2 separate regions of the Xenopus laevis genome follow, and region 1 is linked to region 2. A link is a contact called in public Hi-C data. All regions are on one chromosome and are shown on one strand. Each heading gives the region's core, a stretch centred on a gene start, on an enhancer-like site or on the middle of the called end of the contact. The rest is flanking DNA. Distances are from core to core; before and after follow the strand shown.

Region 1 (5,408 bases), core at 2,344-4,843, 83 kb before region 2:
CTAAGGCTGCCATCTTCAAAGTGGGGTGGTGTAAATAACATAAATCAGGCGTTTCCAACCTGTAACCATACTCTATCCTATTTAGTAAATCGTCACTTCTTTTATTTCCTAGAGACTATAGCCAGGTCCTCATGTCTAACTACACTGACCAGCATGGAAATATAGGTAGGGACACAATAATGTCAAAAGTGTTTTAAAGGAATGATAATATAATGTAGTGTTGTCCTGCACTGGTAAAACTGGTGTGTTTGCTTCAGAAACTCTACTATAGTTTATATAAACAAGCTGCTGTGTAGCCGTGGGGGCAGCCATTCAAGCACAGGATACACAGTAGATAACAGATAAGTACTACTATAGTTTATATAAACAAGTTGCTGTGTAGCCATGGGGGCAGCCATTCAAGCACAGGATACACAGTAGATAACAGATAAGTACTACTATAGTTTATATAAACAAGCTGCTGCGTAGCCATGGGGGCAGCCATTCAAGCACAGGATACACAGTAGATAACAGATAAGTACTACTATAGTTTATATAAAGAAGCTGCTGCGTATCCATGGGGGCAGCCATTCAAGCACAGGATACACAGGAGATAACAGATAAGTACTACTATAGTTTATATAAACAAGCTGCTGTGTAGCCATGGGGGCAGCCATTCAAGCACAGGATACACAGTAGATAACAGACAAGTACTACTATAGTTTATATAAACAAGCTGCTGTGAGACTTGGGGGAGCTATTCAAGCACAGGAAGATTAGGTTAATTTACCAATCTTTTGAGGCCCTAAATTGAACTTTCTATGGGGCCCATTAACATCAAGATACGCCACTGCCTATATCTAGATGTTTGTTTTTTTAAATGAACATATTAAAATGAATAAGGTTTTTGGTACCTGTGTGCTTCCATATGCTCGCAACTCTCCAAAGCCTACAGTATGAAACCTTAAAGTGGCCACAGACGTAAAAAAATTTCTCTCCCTAACAACCAATTTTTGTGCGATGCGACAAATCCGTCAAATTATCGAGAGGTTAGTGGGCATCGAACGATTGTGCATTTAACGATTTCTCGTCCGACATCGGTCACAAAATCGATTGGGCAGGTTAGAAGATTTTCATTGTTCACAGTGAAATGTATCCAACTGTTTCCAGGGCTGGAACTAGGAATAGGCAGAAGAGGCGGGTGCCTCGGGGGCAAATTTGGAGGGAGCCATGCATGTAGCTACTCTGTCACCTACTCCTAGTATGGGCCCATGTCCCCAACAGTGTTCTGCTCCCCTGTAGTACAGTCCCCGACAGTGTTCTGCTCCCCTGTAGTACAGTCCCCGACAGTGTTCTGCTCCCCTGTAGTACAGTCCCCGACAGTGTTCTGCTCCCCTGTAGTACAGTCCCCGACAGTGTTCTGCTCCCCTGTAGTACAGTCCCCGACAGTGTTCTTCTCCCCTGTAGTACAGTCCCCGACAGTGTTCTGCTCCCTTGTAGTACAGTCCCAGACAGTGTTCTGCTCCCCTGTAGTACAATTCCCGACAGTGTTCTGCTCCCTTGTATTACAGTCCCAGACAGTGTTCTTCTCTCCTGTAGTACAATTCCCGACAGTGTTCTGCTCCCTTGTAGTACAGTCCCAGACAGTGTTCTGCTCCCCTGTAGTACAATTCCCGACAGTGTTCTGCTCCCTTGTATTACAGTCCCAGACAGTGTTCTGCTCCCTTGTATTACAGTCCCCGACACTGTTCTGCTCCCCTGTAGTACAGTTCCTGACAGTGTTCTGCTCCCTTGTATTACAGTCCCAGACAGTGTTCTTCTCCCCTGTAGTACAGTTTCCGACAGTGTTCTGCTCCCTTGTATTACAGTCCCCGACAGTGTTCTTCTACCCTGTAGTACAGTTTCCGACAGTGTTCTGCGCCCTTGTATTACAGTCCCCGACAGTGTTCTGCTCCCCTGTAGTACAGTTCCCGACAGTGTTCTGCTCCCTTGTATTACAGTCCCAGACAGTGTTCTGCTCCCCTGTATTACAGTCCCAGACAGTGTTCTGCTCCCCTGTAGTACAGTTCCTGACAGTGTTCTGCTCCCCTGTAGTACAGTCCCCGGCAGTGTTCTGCTCCCCTGTAGTACAGTCCCCGACAGTGTTCTGCTCCCTTGTATTACAGTCCCAGACAGTGTTCTGGTCCCATGTAGTACAGTTTCCGACAGTGTTCTGCTCCCCTGTAGTACAGTCCCCGGCAGTGCTCTGCTCCCCCCCCCGGCAGTGTTCTGCTCCCCTGTAGTACAGTCCCCGGCAGTGCTCTGCTCCCCCCCCCGGCAGTGTTCTGCTCCCCTGTAGTACAGTCCCCGACAGAATTCTGCTCCCCTGTAGTACAGTCCCCGGCAGTGTTCTGCTCCCCTGTAGTACAGTCCCCGGCAGTGTTCTGCTCCCCTGCAGTACAGTCCCCGGCAGTGTTCTGCTCCCCTGTAGTACAGTCCCCGGCAGTGTTCTGCTCCCCTGTAGTACAGTCCCCGACAGAGTTCTGCTCCCCTGTAGTACAGTCCCTGGCAGTGTTCTGCTCCCCTGTAGTACAGTCCCCGACAGTATTCTGCTCCCCTGTTGTAAAGTCGCACTCAAGAGAGCCTGTTTGTGCGCCAGGGGTGAGATTATACTGGCCGGCCGGGTTGCCTATGGGTGTCTGTCTGACCTGGCCTGGCACTGGGGCCAATCAGGCAGCTAGCCACAGTTTTCCTGGCCTCAACTAGACAATATTGCATGAAATGTTTTTTTTAGTTGAAGTATCTACATTTAAACGATCGTTTCAAGATAAGCTTGGTCTTACGATATAGAAAAGATCTTTTAAAAATCTTAATGTTTATAGCCACCTTTACTGGGATTCTCTGGGGATCTGGGATTAAAAGTCTGTGTCACCTCCCAGTAACAACATAAATAAAGAGAAGAGTAAATAAAGTGTATGTTGGCCATTGTGTGCCCTGTGCCAGGTAGGGTTGCCAGTAAAAATGATGGCTGATCCCAAAGTTATTAATAGGGAAAAAAGATAAATATATAGGAAGGTCGGTATTTTTTTTCCAGAAAAGGTGGCAACCCTAGTGCCAGGTGTAAATAATGGGCTAATAGTTTCACTGGGGACATTGTGGGGCCCCAGACATGTGCGCTGGAAAGAATGGCGCAGCTAAGTTAAAATTCATACCTCCCAACTGTCCCGATTTTCACAGGACAGTTCTGCTTTTGACAGCTCAGCCAGCATTCCTGGATTATTACTGAAATGTCCCAACTTTCTCTTTGATCTCCTGCACTAAACAGCCAGAAAAAGATTTAAAAAAATGACTAAAACTTAATTGGCTTTTGGCAGGGAGCCCAGAATATATACTTAGATACTTTTGTAACGATTTAAGATAAGCAGGTTAGTTGGAGAAAGTGTGATTTGCAGTTTAAAGGGCAAGTCACCTTCATTAGCAAAACTCTAGTAACGTATAAAAACCACAGAAATGTGTTCAAACTATCAAAAACCTGTCACATTTGTAAAATAAAAAGGTAAATAGGGGGTGTGGCCACATATGTAGGCGTGGTTAATTTGTTTTGTCCCTCTTTCTGTTTCCAAAATATTGGGAGGCATGCAAAATTAAAGGCGAACTCCACCCAGTGTTGCAGCAGCAGTTTGTACACTCCACGCCGAGCACGCTGACAATATCATACACATGATAAACAAAGTAAATCCTTGTGAAGCCATTACAGCCCCGGCGAGTGTGAGGGAAAGCGGAGCCACGTGACCGAACACTATCCGAGGAGCATTTCTTATAGTCGGAGAAGCGCCATCCAATGAGCATAGGGATGAACCTCAGGGGCTTGTTGTGATTGGCTGACGGGGTGAGGCTTGCGCTGCTATTGGCTGGTACATGCCGGCTCATCCGTGTACTTGTCTAAAGAGACAGTGCAGTAAGCGAGCGCTGTCAGTTGTCTCCCAGTGTGTGCAGTGTGTGCAGCTGACGGGGCATGTGTGTGACTCCCTGTGTCTGTCCCACCTCAGTGTTAAACTCTCTGGTTGCCCCATGGTGTCTCCGGAGATAACGCTGCAGTATCAAAACAACAACAACAACGGGCACATTCTGGACAAGGAGGACGTGCCGGCGCCTGTCAGTAATGGGGACGTGCAGATGACAGTCAGTGATCTCCCCCGCAGCCCCGACACCGAACTGCCGCCTCAGCAGGAGGAGGAGAGAGAGGCGATGCTGCCCGGGCAGCCCCTGGAGACCCGCTTGTACCGCAGGAGGTTTGTGATCCTGGGGGTGTTCAGCCTGTACTCGCTGCTCAATGCTTATCAATGGATCCAGTACAGCATCATCACCTCCATCTTCACCCAATTCTACCAGGTCTCCAGCGACAAGATCGACTGGCTCTCTGTGGTCTACATGGTGGTCTATGTGCCCCTCATCTTCCCTGCCACCTGGCTACTGGACAACAAGGGGCTCAGGGTCACCGCCCTGTTGGGCTCTGGTCTCAACTGCCTGGGAGCTTGGCTCAAGTGTGCCAGCGTCCGACCCGACCTCTTCGGGGTCACCATGTTCGCCCAGACCGTCTGCTCCGTGGCCCAAGTCTTTATCCTGGGGTTGCCCTCTCAGGTGGCCTCTGTGTGGTTTGGCCCCAAGGAGGTGTCCACGGCGTGCGCAACCGCAGTACTGGGCAACCAGGTAGGTTTTGACATGGTTGGCGTGGACATTGTTTTACCAAAAGTTTTCATCGGATGGAACTGTGTCTTTTTTCATTCTCAGCTACTAATAAGTATTAACAAGTAGGGATGCACCGAATCTACTATTTGGGATTTGGCCGAATCCCCGAATCCATCATGAAAGATTCTGCAGAATACCGAACCAAATCCAAATCTTATTTGCATATGCAAAAAAGGGTCCGGAAAGACAAAAGTGGAAAACCTTTTTTACCTCTTTGTTTTGTGACGAAAAGTCACGTTGATTTCCCCCACCCCTAATTTGCATATGCAAACTAAGATTTAGATCCGGTTTCGGCCAGGCACAAGGATTCAGCCAAATCCAAATCCTGCTGAAAAAGGCAGAATCCTGGCCGAATCCTGAACCAAATACCGGATTCGGTGCATCCCTAATAATAAGTATTATCCGGGCCAGGGAAGACAAGGAGCACTTAAGACATCGTGTAGACACTGATGTACTATATATATTTAGTGGATAATGAACCCCCCTACTGTCATTTATAAAGATTATAAATCACAGAGGCCATGTAACTCCCAGAAGATCTGCACATGGGATTGTGTTGTCTATATAGTGAATAAAGTACCCCCTCTTGTAAAATATAAGGATATTATAAATTACTGAGGAGTTTCATGACCATATAAAAGGACGAGGCGAAGACCGAGGTAACTTCTAATATCCTCATATTTGCAATTGGGGGTACTTTA
Region 2 (4,671 bases), core at 371-2,870:
GTCCGAAGAAGAATCGATTTGTCGCTGGGCGACTAATCTCCTGAAATAGCAGCGTGTGTCTCTGCCCTAAAGAGTCACTGAAGTCTATCAGAGCACAAGTTACGTGACTGGGGGCACCTGGGAAACTGACAATATGTCTAGCCCCATGTCAGATATAAAGATTAAATTAAAAAAAATCAGTTTGCTCTTTTGAAAAAATGGATTTTAGTGCAGAATTCTGCTGGAGCAGCCCTATTAACCAATGTATTTTGAAAAAAACATTTTTTCCCATGACAGTATCCCTTTACTTATATTTAGGTGCAAGCTAATGACCCATATTCACTTGTCTTTCCCAGGCCGGCCCCGATGGACAAGAAACCAGCAGAACTGAGCACCCTGAATGACGTCGGCTATCAGATCCGGATTTAATATTGCCGGATGGATTGCACTTTACCCTCTCCCCACGCCCCCACCTGTTCTTTTGTAAGGATTGTGACTATTTATTATCACCAGGTTTTTATTTATGCTCTCGTTGAGGACTTTTTACACTTTTTAATACTAAGCTTAACGTCTTCGAGAAGAATCCTGTCTCCTTCCATCCCGCCGCCCAGCGTTGTGCGTTTGTGTGTCCGAAGGAGTTAAAAATCACAGCATCCCTCTCCGAGCTTTGTTCCAGGCCAAAGGAATTAAGGAAGAGTTGGCAAGCAAAGTGTCAGTGAGCCCCCTGGTGGGGAAAGATGGGAATTGACATGGAATTCCTACATAGATGCCTGGATACAGACATGGATATATCAAGGGACTGCCACGGAGGCCAGACGGCCATTATAGTTTATACTCCTTGTTGGAAGGGGGAAGATACTGTTCCTGTTTATCTAATAGTCTTTTAATAAAGCTGAGCACACCTGTCGTCCAGTTTATCCATTTTTAACCAAGAAGTCTTCCCCAGTGGGTGTGTATGTCCAGCAGAGATGTGTCAGTATGATATAGGGAGGGAGTGTTGGACTATAAGAAGGTGGCACCGTGGTCTGTTTGCAGAATGATCCCCACTAGGCAGAGGTTTGTCCTTGCTAAGAAGCTGAGAAAGAGACATAAGCTATGCAACACGGGGGCCCTGGGTATATGCAATAGATCCCATACTCTACGTACAGACATCTCACCAGCCTATGTCAGACTAACCGGCCTATAGTTTTGAGGCTGAGAACGGGATCCTTTTTTGAATAGCGGCACCACACAATTCACCTGTCTTTCAGCACTGTGCCAGTCATTGAATCCTGGAAAATTAAGTAAAGAGATTTGGCAATCACAGAGCTAAGCTGGCAAAGTACCCTGGGATGAATAACATCCGGCCCCGGACCTTTATTTATCTTTACATATTCTAGTCTCTTAGAGAGAGATCTCACCTGATGTATATACTCAATGATGTATTTATATACCTATCTGTATTTCCCCCCACCGTGAGGTAGAGACCTGCGCGGGTCCATTTTTTGAAACCCACAATTTGCCCCGCATGTTCCCGCTACCCAAATCGCAATAGGCCAACTAACCTTCCGACCAGGGGACATGCGAAACCGGAAGTGACGTTACAATTGCCCGGAAGTGACGTCACACCGGCACTGAATCTTCACAAAATTTTTTTAAAAACTGGAAGAAACACAAGGGAGGATGGGAGGGATCAAGCACGCACCTTTATTGGATACCCAACCGGGTTACCCACCCAGACAGCACGGCCAAGGAATCGGGGGCTTTTGGCTGAAACCCGACTAATTTGTGGGTATTCGGCGGGTAACCGACCTGCTGTAGGACTCTACCGTGAGGCCTTGCAGGGAATTTGTCCCAGGGGATGATTCTTTAAAGACTTTTAATATGATGTAAAGAGTGATATTCTGAGACAATTTGCAATTGGTTTTCATTTTTTATTATTTGTGTTTTTTTTTTAGTTATTTGAGTTTCATCAATCTGGTTGCTAGGGTCCAAATTACCCTAACAACCATGCACTGATTTGAATAGGTGACTGTGATATGGATAGAAGAAGCCTGACTAGAAAAATGACTAATAAAGAATACCAACAAAAATAAATCTGTAGCCTTACAGAGCATTTGATTTGTAGATGGGGTCAGTGACCCCCCATATGAAAACTAGAAAGAGTTAGAAAAAGGTAACAAATAATTCAAAAACTATAAAAAATAAATAATGAAGACCAATTGAAAAGTGGGCCATTCTAGAACATACTAAAAGGTAAACACCCCTTTAACTCCATCCATGCCAGAAGGGCCCATAGCAACAAGATAACAGCAGCTTCAAGTTCCTTTTTCCTTCGTACAGAATGACTGTTAGGGCCTTATTTATCAAAGTCTGAATTTATTATTATTTTAATAAAAAAAAAAGTCCAACCAAACTAGAATTGGACCTTATTTATTATTAAAAAAAAAAAATCATGATTTTATTGAAATCGGGGACAAACACGAAAAAAAAATTGAGCAAAAATCTGAATCGTACGATTTTTTTTTTTTGAAAAGTCAGACTTTTTCCGATTTTCGGGCTAATTTCAGCGCAGACCCCATAAACTTGCAAATAGGATAGGGACCTCTCCCATTGATTTATATACAACCTCAGCAGGTCTGAGATGCCGGATTGTCGGATTCTGACTTTTTGCAGCCTTGGGGTTTAATAAATTTCGAAAGTTTTTTTTCCACTAAAAATGTGGATTTTATAGTAAAAGAAAAACGTTGGATTTTTTTTGCGTTTTTGGCATTCGGACTTTAATAAATAACCCCCTAGGTGTGTGAGTGAACCAACGTCTCCAACAAGAGCTTCTGGGCCACTGGTTTTGAGTCTGAATGAGGATAAGGGATGTGGTTTCCAGCAGTGATATTTAGACGTATTCCACTTCAGCAGCCATATTAGATACACGTTGTGTGGCTCATTAGCAGTCATTTAGATTTATACAGCATGGCTGCTTGGAATCCACTGTGTTCTGCCCCAATCATCTGAATACATTGCAAATTCTATATATATATATATACAGAATGGGACTTCTACTCCAATCCAATAGACTATTGGATTGGAGTAGAAGTCCCATTCTGTATATATATTTGTAACTGTGTTGTGGACACTCCAAACCTATATAGCCCACCAATTATCTAGATAGATAGAAAACATATCTTGCTTGAAAGGTTTTGTTTTTTATATTGCTAATTGGTGATGCAGGATAAGTATTTAATATCTGCTGTTAAAGGGGTGAGTAGGCAACTGTAGGCCCACTCCAGCTAAAGGCTGGCAAGGCATGCTGGGAGAATATCCAGAAACGTTATCCAGAAAGCTCCAAATTACGGGAAGGCCGTCTCCCATAGACTCCATTTTAATCAAATATATCTACATTTTTGTTCTCAGATCTCAAAGCAACCGCTGAAAACCCAAGTCCCAACTGTCACCAACATATATTAGATGCCCTGCTAAAATGAATAGGGGACTGAGAGTGTTAGGCTAAAGCTGAGGGACAAGCCAAATCACCGACAACTTGGTATTTGTGGTCAAGTTTTGTTTTGTTTTTCCCCAAATCGCAGAAAGCAAAAGGGGGTTCTTATCATTCAGTCTAAATGTATGTTAATCTACATTATGTTCTATTGTCTTGGACCTTTTAAGATATTGCATTGAAAGGTGTTTTATTTTTATCCTATTTCTGCTTTATAATTTGTAATTTTTGACTATTACCTGATTGATATATTTTGCTACTTTAACAAAAATAAACTTTTTTTTTTCCTCAAGTTACTTTTTTTGTGTATTTTGTAAAAATAACCCTAAACTGCCATGACATATACATACACACAAATATATATATATATATATATATATATATAGCCAGAAGAGAGGGTCCGCACACTCAGGACTTATGAAAAAATCAAAGGTTTTTATTACAAGTGAGGCAAGAACTAGAGAGTCTGAGAACGGGATTCCTTTTTGAATAGTGACACCACATTAGCAATTCGCCAGTCTCTCTGCACTGTGCCAGACCTCAATGAATACTGAAAAATTAAGTAAAGAGGTTTGGCAATCACAGAGCTAAGTACCCTGAGATGAATACCATCTGGCCCTGGACCTTTATTTATCTTTACATATTCTAATCTTTTTTGGTATTTCCTCATGTGTGAACCATGCATTCGTTGTATTAATAGAATTAGGACTATTAGCATGAAAACCGTCTTTAAAGGAAAACTATACCCCCAAAATGAATACTTAAGCAACAGATAGTTTATATCAAATTGAATGACATATTAAAGAATCTTACCAAACTGGAATATATATTTACATAAATATTGCCCTTTTACATCTCTTGCCTTGAACCACCATTTCGTGACTCTATCTGTGCTGCCTCAGAGATCACCTGACCAGAAATACTACAACACTAACTGTAACAGGAAGAAGTGAGGAAGCAAAAGGCAGAACTCTGTCTGTTAATTGGCTCATGTGACCTTACATGTGGTTTGTATGTGTGCACAGTGAATCTTACGATCTCAGGGGGCGGCCCTTATTTTTTAAAATGGCAATTTTCTATTTATGATTACCCAATGGCACATACTACTAAAAAAGTATATTATTATGATAATGGTTCATTTACATGAAGCAGGGTTTTACACATGAGCTGTTTTACTCAGTATCTTTTAATAACTATACCCCCCTACATTGTTTGGGGGG

Evidence for each region. A called contact is a pair of places that touch in the nucleus more often than the background predicts.
Region 1: a contact with region 2 is called in a Hi-C map of the XL177 cell line, with 3 times the contacts expected there. The contact joins the promoter of flvcr1.S here to the enhancer-like site in region 2. A contact is called at or near these places in 2 of 4 Hi-C or Micro-C datasets (the XL177 cell line and the XTC cell line).

The regions. Positions count from the first base shown.
Region 1 is chr5S:17,119,789-17,125,196 of Xenopus_laevis_v10.1, reverse strand. It overlaps flvcr1.S (feline leukemia virus subgroup C receptor-related protein 1), which reads left to right and starts at 3,593. Exons shown (of 10, transcript XM_018265000.2): 1 at 3,593-4,668. The coding sequence starts at 3,877.
Region 2 is chr5S:17,035,115-17,039,785 of Xenopus_laevis_v10.1, reverse strand. vash2.S (tubulinyl-Tyr carboxypeptidase 2) reads left to right here. Exons shown (of 8, transcript XM_018264997.2): 8 at 336-885. The coding sequence ends at 408. Among protein-coding and RNA genes, the nearest start is that of angel2.S, 18 kb to the right of the region's middle. Within about 2 kb of position 1,620, at least 1 of the 7 cell types and tissues checked has an H3K27ac peak or open chromatin away from gene starts, as enhancers often do.